Regions from separate parts of the Mus musculus genome. Here region 1 is linked to region 2. The links are chromatin contacts, called in public Hi-C maps. All regions are on one chromosome and are shown on one strand. Each heading gives the region's core, a stretch centred on a gene start, on an enhancer-like site or on the middle of the called end of the contact. The rest is flanking DNA. Distances are from core to core; before and after follow the strand shown. Region 1 holds the start of Rest (RE1-silencing transcription factor). Region 2 overlaps Ppat (phosphoribosyl pyrophosphate amidotransferase).

Region 1 (6,045 bases), core at 2,828-5,327, 340 kb after region 2:
GGTTGTGTGTGTGTGTGTGTGTGTGTGTGTGGGGGGGGGGGTTCACCATGATATGGGGAACAACATTAGGAAGTCTGAGAATCACTGATTTAGTGAGTTTCAGGTCAGCCAGGGGCTACAGAGGGAGACCCAGTCTTAAAAGGAAAAGCTGGAAAGGAAAACAAAATTTAAAAAGAAGATTCAAGAGTTTTTATTTCTTGCGTCTTCTCCAGGAGTTTTTTTTTTTTTTTTGTTGGAAATTCCTCTGGGGAGCAGGGTTAGGTTCACTTCATTCCTTCACAGCCCATGCCTTTCCTTTCATTGGTGACTGCAGAGGTCAGACAGAAATGTCAACATCAGGATGGAATATTGTACTCTAATTTTTTGATCAACATAAGCCTGGAAGCAGACACAAGGTTTAAAGCAGATTATTAAAATTCAATAGCGCACTGATGCGGGGTCACACTAAGCCCTTTTCTACAGAGAAGATGAAAGGGCAGGCAATGGGAAGCTCAGGCACGTTCAAAAACAATATTTTACTGAGCTTTGAAGCTGGAGAAGAATACAATTGGGAGCCTAAGATAATTGAAATGAAAAGACACACACACACACACACACACACACACACACAAGATCGCTCAGAAAATAAGTCACTCGCAGAGCAAAGTCTTTATCCTGTAGATCTTAAATTTTGGATTTAATAGATTTTGGAGCAAAATAGATTTGTAGTCTGTCAAAAAACAATTAAGAATTCACATTTTTGGGTCCAACCCCTTCTCCTCCCCCCCCCTCCCCCAATCCCAGAAGATTTGTAATCTGGCTTTGAATTTGACCTCTGGCCTGCATGTCATGATAATTTGGGTCACTTTGAATATTCCCTCCCCTGGACAATAGCTTCTGCAAATGTTAAATGAATGCAGCCGCCATGAGAGCCATTGGCCTATTTGCATCACAATACGAAGGACTAAATCCACAATTAATAAACTATTTCCAGTCAGCAGTCACACTGAGGAAATGAAGGACGTTCATCCGGGAACTGGAAAAAGGCCGTGCTTTTATTTGTGCCCTTTTGGACATAAAAGAAATAGTTTATATCTATTTTCTTTTCTGTTTCAGAGACTGGGTCTCTCACTTCGTAGCTCTGGTAGGCCTAGAACTTGCTGTGTAGACTAGGCTGTGATCCCTCTGGTGTCTGCTTCCTGAGGGCTGGGATTACAGGAAAGTTCAAGCACCTAGCCTCAAATCTGACAAATTTAGTAGAAGCTCAACCCGGGCTACTTTGTTACTATTTCAGCAAAAGCACGCACGCACGTATGTAGGCACGCTTGCATGCAAACACCTCCACTGCCACTACCACCACCACCACCACCACCACCACCACCACCACCACCACCACCACCACCACCACCACCACCATCACCAACGACTCTAACAACAACAAATCCATAAATAAGAAAATCATTTTCAATTCAGGTCTGGTGCCCCATGCCTTTAATCCCAGCATTCGGGAGGCTGAGGAAGGTGGATCTTTGAGCTTGAGGCCTGAGAGTTCCAGGACAGCCAAGGCTACACAGAGACACCCTGTCTTGAAGAACAAACAAACAAGAAAAAGAAAATAATTTACTAACTGGAGAGACAGCTCAGTGGTTAAGAGCACTGGGTGCTCATCCAGAGGGCTCAGGTTTAATTCCCAGCACCTGCATGGGTGGTTCACAACTGCCTGTAATTCTAGCTCCAGGGCCTCTGGCACCCTCACAAACAACACAGGAAAGAAAAATCTAAAAAATAAAAGGAGAATATAATTTAGTCTCAACTTAGATTTTTTTTTTAAAGAAAAAAAGAATAGGTAGTAGTTAGGTAGAATGGTTAGAGGTAGTTGGGAAGAGTGTAGTTTCGCACACAGGACTCAGATTCTCAGTACTGCAAAACCTGGGTGTGTGGATTCAAACCTTTAATCCCAGTAATTGGGAGGCACAGGAAGAAAAAGCAAATGTTCAAGGTTATTTCAGGTGACACAGTGGGTTTGAGCCACTGTGCCTGACTCTGCTTTGAGACAGGGTCTTGTGTATCTTTTTTTTTTTCTTAATGGGAAAACCCAGTTAAGGTGGGTTTTCCCACCTCGACTAGCCTAATCTAGGCAGTCCCTCATGGGCATTTTTTTAAAAGATTTATTTATTTATTATGTCTGTGTACGCTGTAGCTATCTTCAGACACTCCAGAAGAGGACATCAGATTTTTGTTACAGATGGTTGTGAGCCACCACGTGGTTGCTGGGATTTGAATTTAGGACCTTTGGAAGAGCAGTCGGTACTCTTAACCGCTGAGCCATCTCACCAGCCCCAGTCTTGTGTATCCTTAGCCTGGCCTCAGACTAGCTATGTAGCTGGACATGACTTTGAACTGCAGTCCTTTTGCCTTGAACCCTAAGTATCTGGATTACTGACCCAAGCCACCAACCTGGTCTCTCTCTTCACCAATTCAATGGGAAGGAGTTCTTGTTTCGTTTGCTTTTCATTTCCCTCTTCCTCAATTTTATTCCTCTAAGAGTTCTTTTCAAATCTGATTCAATGCACGGAGCTTGCACTGAAAAGACTCTGGTGCGCAGCGGCCTATACCTGTAAGACCAACACTCCAGAGGTGGAAAGACCACAATTTGGATGCCTGCCTAGACTATGTAGGGAGACTGTCCCAGAAAAAACAGCCATTGAAATCTTTGGTGGTCAAGTACCTTAGGGCCTTCATTCCGCCTTGCCTTCAATTTTGTACCAACTAGTAATATATTGTAGGGTTTTGTTTTGTTTTGTTTTTTTTTTTTGAAAGATGGGTTCTACAGCGTGCCAGAAAAGAGGTAAAGGAAAATGTCAGAGAAACCTGAAGCTCTGCTTCCAGCCTCTTAGCACCCACCTGCTGCTACCTCTGTAGTAATGCCAACGAGAGGTTCACACATTTAGATCCGGAAATGCCGGGCCCTGAAGGCGGCCGAGAGCTTTAAACTCTAGCTGGTAGTTCACTAACTACAAATTAAAGGCTACAAGGCCCACTTCCAGGAAGACATTAAAAGCAGGCTAAAAAAGCATTTCAGGTGAGAAGGGACAGGACCTGAGACTCCCTGTCCCCATTATAAGACGTCAGGTACTGAACTGGACTTGGCTTTGTCTCAACCCCCACAAGGACTGATTTTCTCCTGGTTAAGAGTTTGCAATGTGAAAGCATTTTGACCTCATGAAGCTTAAAATTACAGTTAAGCATAAAGATCTGTGTAGGCAGGCACTTAGATTTTGTTTCTTTGATTGAGAAAGGTCTCACTTTGTAGCTATGGCTGGCCTGAAAATTCTTACATAGCACACTAAAGCTTTAAGCTCTCAGCAATCCTCCTGCCTCTGTCTACTGAATTCTGAGTCTGATTGCAGACAAGAGCAATCCCCCACCCCCGGGCCCCCCAATTTGTCAAGTCAATGACCTGGATCTCCTGGTGCTCACGCCTTTCAAGTAGGATTACAGACTTGTGCAGCCAGGGCCGATTTTCGGGTTTTGTATTGTTTTTTAATTTCTTGCACTAGTGTCCCTAAGTAGCCCAGGTTGATCTTGAACTCCGGCCTTTAACTCTTGATCCTCCAGTCTCAACAGCATTCTGAGTGTTGGGATTAACGGCGAGAGCCCACACGCCAGGCCTGAACAGTATTTTTCGAGGCTTCAGCCTTACTTAAGAGGCCAGTGACAATACTTCTCAAGAGGGCGGTCAATGCCTGCACGTTTTTTCCTCCAACAACCCCAATTCTCGTGCACGCCCGGGTAAGGCTGGGGCTAACTTCTGCTATTTGTTTATAAAAGAAAGAAGCTCAGGGAGTAGGTTCCGCCCCTTTAATGAGCCTAAGGCGGGAGTCGGGGGCCGGGCGGATTAGGTAAGTTTCCCCCGAGGCGCGCCCCCAGGCAGGCCAGGAGTCCACTTCGAGCCTCGGGACCGAGGGGCGGGGCGCGCTCGGCGGCCACGCGCGCGGGCGGGGAAGGGGGCGTGTCGGCGGGCGCGCGCGGACGGCGAGGGGGCGTGTCCGGCGGGCGGGCGGGCGGCGACGGCGCGGGCCGGGTGCGCGGCGCAGCGTCCTGTGCTGGAATGTGCGGCTCCCGCGAGCTCGCGGCGCAGCAGCAGAAGACCGAGGAGCGCCGCCGAGGCCGCGGGCCCCAGACCCGGGCGGCCGGGACCGCAGCGACGGCAGAACCAGGGCCGGCGGTCTGATCCCGCTCCGCGATCGCACCCCGGGATCTCGAGGGCCTCGACGCCCAACTTTTCCCCGCTCTCCCTCCCCTCCCCTCCCCCGAAAGTCCAGCAACAAAGAAAAGGAGTTGGAGCGGCGGCGACGCGGGGGTGGCGGACCGTGGGCGCACAGTTCAGAGGGTAGGACGCGGCGGAGCGAGGAGAGCGACGGGGGAGGGCGGCGGGCAGGCGCGGAGCGGCGCGAGGCGCTGTCCAGGGCTGATTTGCAGATACTGTGGCTCGGGCGGCGCGGCGGCCGGGCGGGGGCGGGATCGAGTTACGGAGCGAGTCACGGGCTGGGCCGGGGGCTGGTGCGGAGCGGCGTGGGCATCGGCCCCCAGCGGAGCACGGGGAGGCCCTTCCGCACGGCGCTGAGATCCGGGGCCACGGAGGCCGGAGCGCCGCTGCTGGTGACCGCGGTCCTGAAACTTCCCCCCTCCGCCCTCCCTCCGCCTCGGGCCCAACGCCCCCGGCCCCGCCGGCGTCCCAGGCTCGCCGCCCCCTCCCCCCCAGTCGTAGCAGGGCCGGAAGGCGGCCGCCCCGCTTGACTCAGCCCGGGGCACGGGCGGCGCCGGCGGCAGGCTGGACAGCGATTTCTGCGGCCCGCGCTGGCTCTGCGCAGCGGGGGAGCGAAGTTCGCAAACTTCCGGGCCACGGGGGCGGCGGTGGCGGCCCGCGTGGGGCCCCTCGCAGCGACCGGGGGCCGACAGCCTCGGGAGGGCGCCGCGGAGCCCCGGTACAGGCCCGATCGGACGCGGGTAGCGAGGTAACTTTTCCGCCCAGTCCCGGCCGGGCTAGTGGCGGGCGGCGGGGGAGGGGGCTGCGGGGCCGCGGCCGGCCGGGGAGGCGCCTCTAGGGTGGTGGGCAGCGCGTGAGGTCCGAGCCCAGGCACCGCCCGCGGGTTGGTGGCGGAGAGGAAGCAAGAGGGCCCAAGTTTGCAAAGAGCTGCTTTGTGTTTGGTATTTTGAGAAAATGGCCGAATGCCTATTTCAGTTAGGAATGCCGCCGCCGAGGCCGGCGCTGGTGGCAGCGGCACATAGGAATTCGGTGCAACACGTTGCTCTCGGGCTGTGCTTAGCACAGTCTGCCCGAGAGACGTGGAGATTTCCTTGGGAGTGTGGCTGCCGAGGTGCGTGGGGGAAGCTTTAGAGTGGATGTTGAGGTCCGTTGTGGAATCCGTGGGGCTGTTGAACTAGGGGAGAGCCGTTTCCTGTGATGGCATTCGGGCTCAACTTTTTGTTGGGGCATGTAACTGAGCGAGCGAGTGAGCGGGCGAGCTTGTGTTTTAGACTCTAGGTGAAGCGGCCCGCTTTTAGTATTTTCGGTTTTTAGTTTGTCTTTTAGTACTTTTTTTATTCTTTGCATATCTTGCCTTTAATAATTTGCAAGAGGCACACTGAGTTCTGAGACTGGTACCTTTGAGGCTGGAGGTTGAGACCATTTAGAAACTCAACTTGTTTTCAAGAAGGTGATCTGTAATGGCTTCCCCTAGGCAAGTAGGCCAAGTCAAGCACAATGCGGCTAAGTTGGTTGACGTGTTGAGTTGCACGACTCTTGAGGGAGTTTTCTAACAACAACAAAAAAGCACTTTAAAACTTCCCCTTTTGTGGGAAGAAGGGATCCGTAGCCACCCCTTTAAGAGTCATCAAAAAGTTTTTTAAAATTTGTTACTTTTTTCAGTTTATTCTTTTAGAGTTAGTTGAATTCTCATGAAGAAGTTGAAGTCTTGTAGATTTCTTGATGTGCTCATTAGAGGCCCCAGAATCGCCTGTGGTTTTTCTTTCTCTCTCTCTCTCTCTCTCTCTCTCTCTCTC
Region 2 (5,740 bases), core at 1,547-4,046:
AAATTGTCTTCGGTAAAAACATGGTTTACAAGACCCATTCCCTTGAGAAGTCAAAGTAAAAGTAGATTTTAGGGAAAAAACAGAAACTAGGACCGGGAAGAAACAAGACCTTCCCTGGGCAACCCAAATTAGACACAATCTGTCTCTGTGCTCCAGAATGTGAATGAATTAACTTTGGAATGTGGAAGTTTCTCTATGTAGCCTTGACCGTCCTCAGAGATTAGCTTGCCTCTGCCTCCCTCTTCCGAGTTCTTGGGGGTGGGGGGAGTGAGTGCCACCACACCCCAGGTGAGACAGGGTTTCTCTGTGTAGCCCTGGCTGTCCTGGACCTGAGAAATCCGCCTGCCTCTGCCTCCCAAGTGCTGGGATTAAAGGCGTGAGCCACCACCGCCTGGCCCGGCCCGTGGATTCACTTTCTAAAATGCACTCAGGATATTCCCTTCATTAGTTTAGGGTTGTCACAACACTGAAACACTTCTATCTTATGACAGATAGTTAGCAATAAGATTTTATTACTAGGCAATGAAATCTGTCAAATATAAACTGAAATTGGCATTAAAAAAAAATAAGGCATCTTAAAACATTTAAATAGACCTCCTGGCTTGCATGAGCCAGCCTAGCAAAAGATCACCTGGAAAGAAATGCATCCTACTTTGACAAATGTGAAGACACGCCATTGGAAGCAGATTTATCCAATATGGCTTCTAGTTATAAATTTATTTACACTCCCATGTCTGTTTATTTACTTGCTTGCTTACTTAGAAACAGGGTCTTACTACACAGACCAAACTAGCCTCAAACTCAGATAGATCCACCTGTTTCTGCGTGCGCGCGCGCACACACACACACAACATTAAAGGCCCCCACCACCGTGCCCAGCCTCCACCGCAGACATTACTGCCCAGCTGGCAGCAGTCATCTCCAGCATCAGTCTTTCATGTTCAGACTTACCTTATGCACCCTGAATTTAGGCACTGCACTCCCATCACTGGTCACAATACCAGCGCTCTCCTGACCTCTGTGAACAAAATAAACACATCACCTGTTAAATCAGGCCACTTGATACATTTCCTGCAGAGCTTCGTCACGCATCCCCTTCCCAAAGGAACCCATAAGCTGAGAGGCTCGGGACATCTCTGGACTGTGACAACAGGGTAGTGTCATCTAATTCTAATTGATACGCCAGGCCCTTCGGTCACCAGTATTTACGTATATCATCTGATCTGGCTTTCATAGCAATCCTGTGAAACGGGAGCTATGATTAGGATTCAGAGAGAAATGCAAAGAAAATGAAGTAACACAACAATTGTGCAGATGACCGGTTGTACTGTGTGTTCAGAACAGATAACCCAACTCCAGAATCTGGATATCTAATGCCTATAATCTGCCTCTGAATAAAGCCTCAAGCAGTGAAGTATGTAGATATCAATATCAGAGAAGGCAAGAATACTTAGCTGCATATACTAAAACTGGACATGACATCAAGTAAAATTTTCTGAGGCAAGGTCTCAGTATACCACATCATGGGCGCCCCTTGCTCTAACATCAAGTGTGCTGGGATAACGGGTGCCCATCACCACACCCGGCTAACAGTTTTTTTGTCTTGCTTTTTATACTTTCCAAACTTCCTCCAACAAATCAATCCCACCCTCCTTGTGTGGTAACAGGTTTCTCCATGTAGCCTTGCTGTCCTGGAGCTTGCTACGTAAACCAGGGTGGCCTCAAACTCAGAGAAATCTGCCCGCCCCTACCTCCCTAATGCTGGGATCAAAGGCGAGCACCATCACCCCCAGCATGATATAAGCCTTCAAGTGATTATTAGCTATAAACCTCAGTCAAAATGTAATGCTTTTGCAAGTGTTTTTCCTTTTGCTTTTCTGTGTTTGGGTGTTTTGTATACATGTATGTATATGTACCATGTGGGTGCTGGGTATCCCCAAAGAGGCCAGAATAGGGTGTCAGATCCCATAGAGCTGGAGTTACATACAGACATCTGTAAGCTGCTACACGGACGCTGGGAACAGAACCTGGGTGTCATGTCCCCACCCCCCCCCCCCACAAGAGCAAGTGCTCTTAACCACTGAGCTATCAATTAGGTTCAAATTCAATGCTTTTTAAATACATAGCTATTCATATTTGCTATAAACCTTTAAAAAAAAATCCCCACAGCTACTGCCAACCATTTCCAAGTAATTAAAAAAACAAAAAACAAAAATAACACATTCAATGAAGCCAAAAATTATAAAGGAAAGAGACTCCCTGCCCCCCACAAAGTAGTTTTCATCCCTTTTGTCCCAAGGTTAATTTTCCCCTGAAGCCCAAATAAGATTAGCAATCATTTAGGTCCAGGCTTCTTTAACCACAAGAGCCTGCTTATTTGGCAGATCCTCAAGTTACTCCCTTAGGCAGCTTGAACCAGTTAAACTACACCCTCTCAAGCTCTTCAGAGCTCATGGACAACCAGCCCTCTGGTTTCCTAGGAAACAAAAACATGAGCTAGAAATAGCAAATCACTTCCAGGTCACTTTAAACATGGAGAGTGGACCTGGGAAACACTGGACGGAGGAGGAGGTCAAGGCTTTACTAAGTGTCTGGGCAGAAAGAAATATACGAAAACAACTTTACCGAACACTGAGAAATAAAGAAATCTTTATTTACGTCGCTAAAAGGCTGCAAACACTAGGAGTATACAGAGACTGGAAGCAGTGCCGGGCAAAGTATAAAAACCTCAAGTACGAATACAGGACAGTTAAGCATGCCCACAGGTCAGGAGACAGCTCGAGGACGATGAAGTTCTTCCACGCTCTGGACGCAATCCTGCAGTCTGAACCGACCGCACGGTTAGCAGAGGAGGATGGTTGCTGCAGCAAGTGCCTGGCAACCCTGAGCCCAGTTACAGCCCCAGAGATCACCGAAGGTAAAAAAGAAAATCTCCATTCTTTTGTCTGTCACTGTGTTTACAGTTTCTGAATACATACGATAAATGTAGCCTGAACTATCAAGATTAAAAACAAAACACACAACAACAACAAAAACAGAAAACAAAAAAAACAACATACTATTTGGCACAAGGTATGAATTTCCAAACCATCACTTCTTACATCCCAACACAGCAAAGACACATTAAAAACAGCACTAAACTGCTCTGCTAACTACGGCTGAAACATAGACAGGTTTGAATACTTAATGATTTATTTTTATACCCTTATCAGAAGGGAAAATATCAAATAATGCTGTCCAGCTGCTGTTATTCACAGTTTCAAAAAAGACCAAATTTCTCATCGAATATCCCCACCTCTTAAATAGATGAAAAGACCCCCCCCCCAAATCTGTAATGGAGCCCCCAGGAAGTAGGGCTCTTCCAGGAAATTGTATGCTAGGAATGAAAACAGGCTGCCTGGAGGACCTTGTGTGACAAAGCCCTTCCTCTTCCCCATCAATGTGTCAACTCCACAGGCAAGGTCAATAGATGGAGATTTCCCTCCAGCTTCCGGCAGGACTAACCACGCCTATTTCCCATTTCATCACTGTCTCAGGACAGACAAGCAGCTGCACACACAGCCAGGCTCTCTGCCTGGAGATCCATTAAGAGAACTTGGTGAAGCAGCCAGGGACAGTAGCTGGCGCCATCTTTAGTGACAGTGATTCTGCAGTGCTGCTCTGACAGTTCTCTTTTTCCCTTTAGCCTTTTGCCACCTGCTTGCTTCTATTTTGATTTTTTTTAAGGAAAAATTAACTTCTATAACCGACCACCCCATCCCCCACCTTATGCAGTTCTGAGGAATGAAAGGCCTTGGGCTTGCTGACCAAGTGCTACCACACCCCCACAGCCCTTCCTGTTAGCTCTAGCCAGTTGGATATTCTAGTTTTTAAGTGTAGATAAGATGGTTCCCTTCCCTTTCTTCTCCCCCCCACCCCCGCCCTTTTCTCTTTCCAAGTGCTAGAAATCAACTCTCCACTCCTGACTGCCCCACTGACACTTTTTCACCTATCCACTTCTGTAAACGACAACTCAGGTCAGTGGCGTCTCACACAAGGCTCATGCCCTCCTAACTGAAAGTGGCGTCTCACACAAGGCTCATGCCCTCCTAACTGAAAGTGGCGTCTCACACAAGGCCCATGCCCTCCTAACAGAAGGCACCTGGACCCTATTCCCACCGTGGCCAGGACCCCACTCTCTGTCTCTCCTTGCTTTATACAAACGTACCCTGAGCAGTAGAGGTGCCAGCTTAACACCTCTAGGTTGTCGGCATGTGTGCTACTTTCCCACTGAACCATCAGCTGGGCCCCTTAAATGTTAGTTAATAGACCAGTTCCTGAAGAGATAACTAAACAGCCAGGCAGTGGTGGCACACACCTTTAAGCCCAGAACTTGGGAGGCAGAGACAGGCGGATTTCTGAGTTCGAGGCCAGCCTGGTCTACAAAGTGAGTTCCAGGACAGCCAGGGCTACACAGAGAAACCCTGTCTGGAAAAACCAAAAAAAAAAAAAAAAAGAGAGAGAGAGAGAGAGAGATAACGAAAGATTTAATGGATGTTTGTTCTCCAAAATGTTAAAACAAAAAAAGTTACATAATTACAAAGTAAGAAAGAAGTAAAGTAGGATTTCTTAAAATAGATGAAGTTTTCAAAAAGCCAATATGCAATCTCAGATCGCAGAAGGTAAGGTTCCACACCTGAAAGACCCCACCATCAGGCTTAGCAAGCTAGCTGCAGTAACGCCATTTTGCAAGGCATGAAAAAGTACCAGAGCTGAGTTCTCAAAAGTTACAAGAAAGTTCAGTTAAAGATTAACAGTTAAAGATTAAGGCTGAATAATACTGGGACAGGGGCCAAATATCGGTGGTCAAGCACCTGGGCCCCGGCTCAGGGCCAAGAACAGATGGCTCTCAGACGTCAGTGTTAGCAGAACTAGCTTCACTGATTTAGAAAAATAGAGGTGCACAGTGCTCTGGCCACTCCTTGAACCTGTGTGTCTGCCAATGTTCTGACCAGGTGTGTGCCCATTGTTGAACCTTCATTAGACCCTTTCCTCGTACCCCTCCCATACCCATTTCTTGAAAATAGACATTGTTTAGAACTAAAAAGTCCCACCTCAGTTTCCCCAAATGACCGAGAAATACCCCAAGCCTTATTCGAACTAACCAACCAGCTCGCTTCTCGCTTCTGTAACCGCGCTTTTTGCTCCCCAGCCCCAGCCCTATAAAAAGGGTAAAAACTCCACACTCGGCGCGCCAGTCCTCCGATAGACTGCGTCGCCCGGGTACCCGTGCTCCCAATAAAGCCTCTTGCTGTTTGCATCCGAATCGTGGTCTCGCTGGTCCTTGAGAGGGTCTCCTCAGATTGATTGACTACCCACGTCGGGGGTCTTTCATTTGGAGGTCCCACCGAGATTTGGAGACCCCTGCCCAGGGACCACCGACCCCCCCGCCGGGAGGTAAGCTGGCCAGCGGTCGTTTCGTGTCTGTCTCTGTCTTCGTGCGTGTTTGTGCCGGCATCCAATGTTTGCGCCTGCGTCTGTACTAGTTAGCTAACTAGATCTGTATCTGGCGGTTCCGCGGAAGAACTGACGAGTTCGTATTCCCGGCCGCAGCCCCTGGGAGACGTCCCAGCGGCCTCGGGGGCCCGTTTTGTGGCCCATTCTGTATCAGTTAACCTACCCGAGTCGGACTTTTTGGAGCTCCGCCACTGTACGTGGCTTTGTTGGGGGACGAGAGACAGAGACACTTCCCGCCCCCGTC

Evidence for each region. A called contact is a pair of places that touch in the nucleus more often than the background predicts.
Region 1: a Hi-C map of olfactory sensory neurons shows a contact between it and region 2, with 4 times the contacts expected there. The contact joins the promoter of Rest here to the enhancer-like site in region 2. A contact is called at or near these places in 2 of 39 promoter capture datasets (liver and pre-B cells), 2 of 484 Hi-C or Micro-C datasets (CD8 T cells and olfactory sensory neurons) and 4 of 115 datasets of contacts at active chromatin or transcription factors (T-cell acute lymphoblastic leukemia, bone marrow-derived macrophages and embryonic stem cells).

The regions. Positions count from the first base shown.
Region 1 is chr5:77,261,417-77,267,461 of GRCm38.p6, forward strand. Rest (RE1-silencing transcription factor) reads left to right here and starts at 4,078. Exons shown (of 4, transcript NM_011263.2): 1 at 4,078-4,372.
Region 2 is chr5:76,925,840-76,931,579 of GRCm38.p6, forward strand. It overlaps Ppat (phosphoribosyl pyrophosphate amidotransferase), which reads right to left. Exons shown (of 11, transcript NM_172146.2): 2 at 952-1,018; 3 at 1-41. It overlaps LOC115486295 (a long non-coding RNA gene), which reads right to left. Exons shown (of 2, transcript XR_003955939.1): 2 at 1,608-4,675. Among named protein-coding and RNA genes, the nearest start is that of Paics, 23 kb to the right of the region's middle. Within about 2 kb of position 2,797, at least 153 of the 459 cell types and tissues checked have an H3K27ac peak or open chromatin away from gene starts, as enhancers often do. A contact at or near this core is called in liver and olfactory sensory neurons, where this site is marked.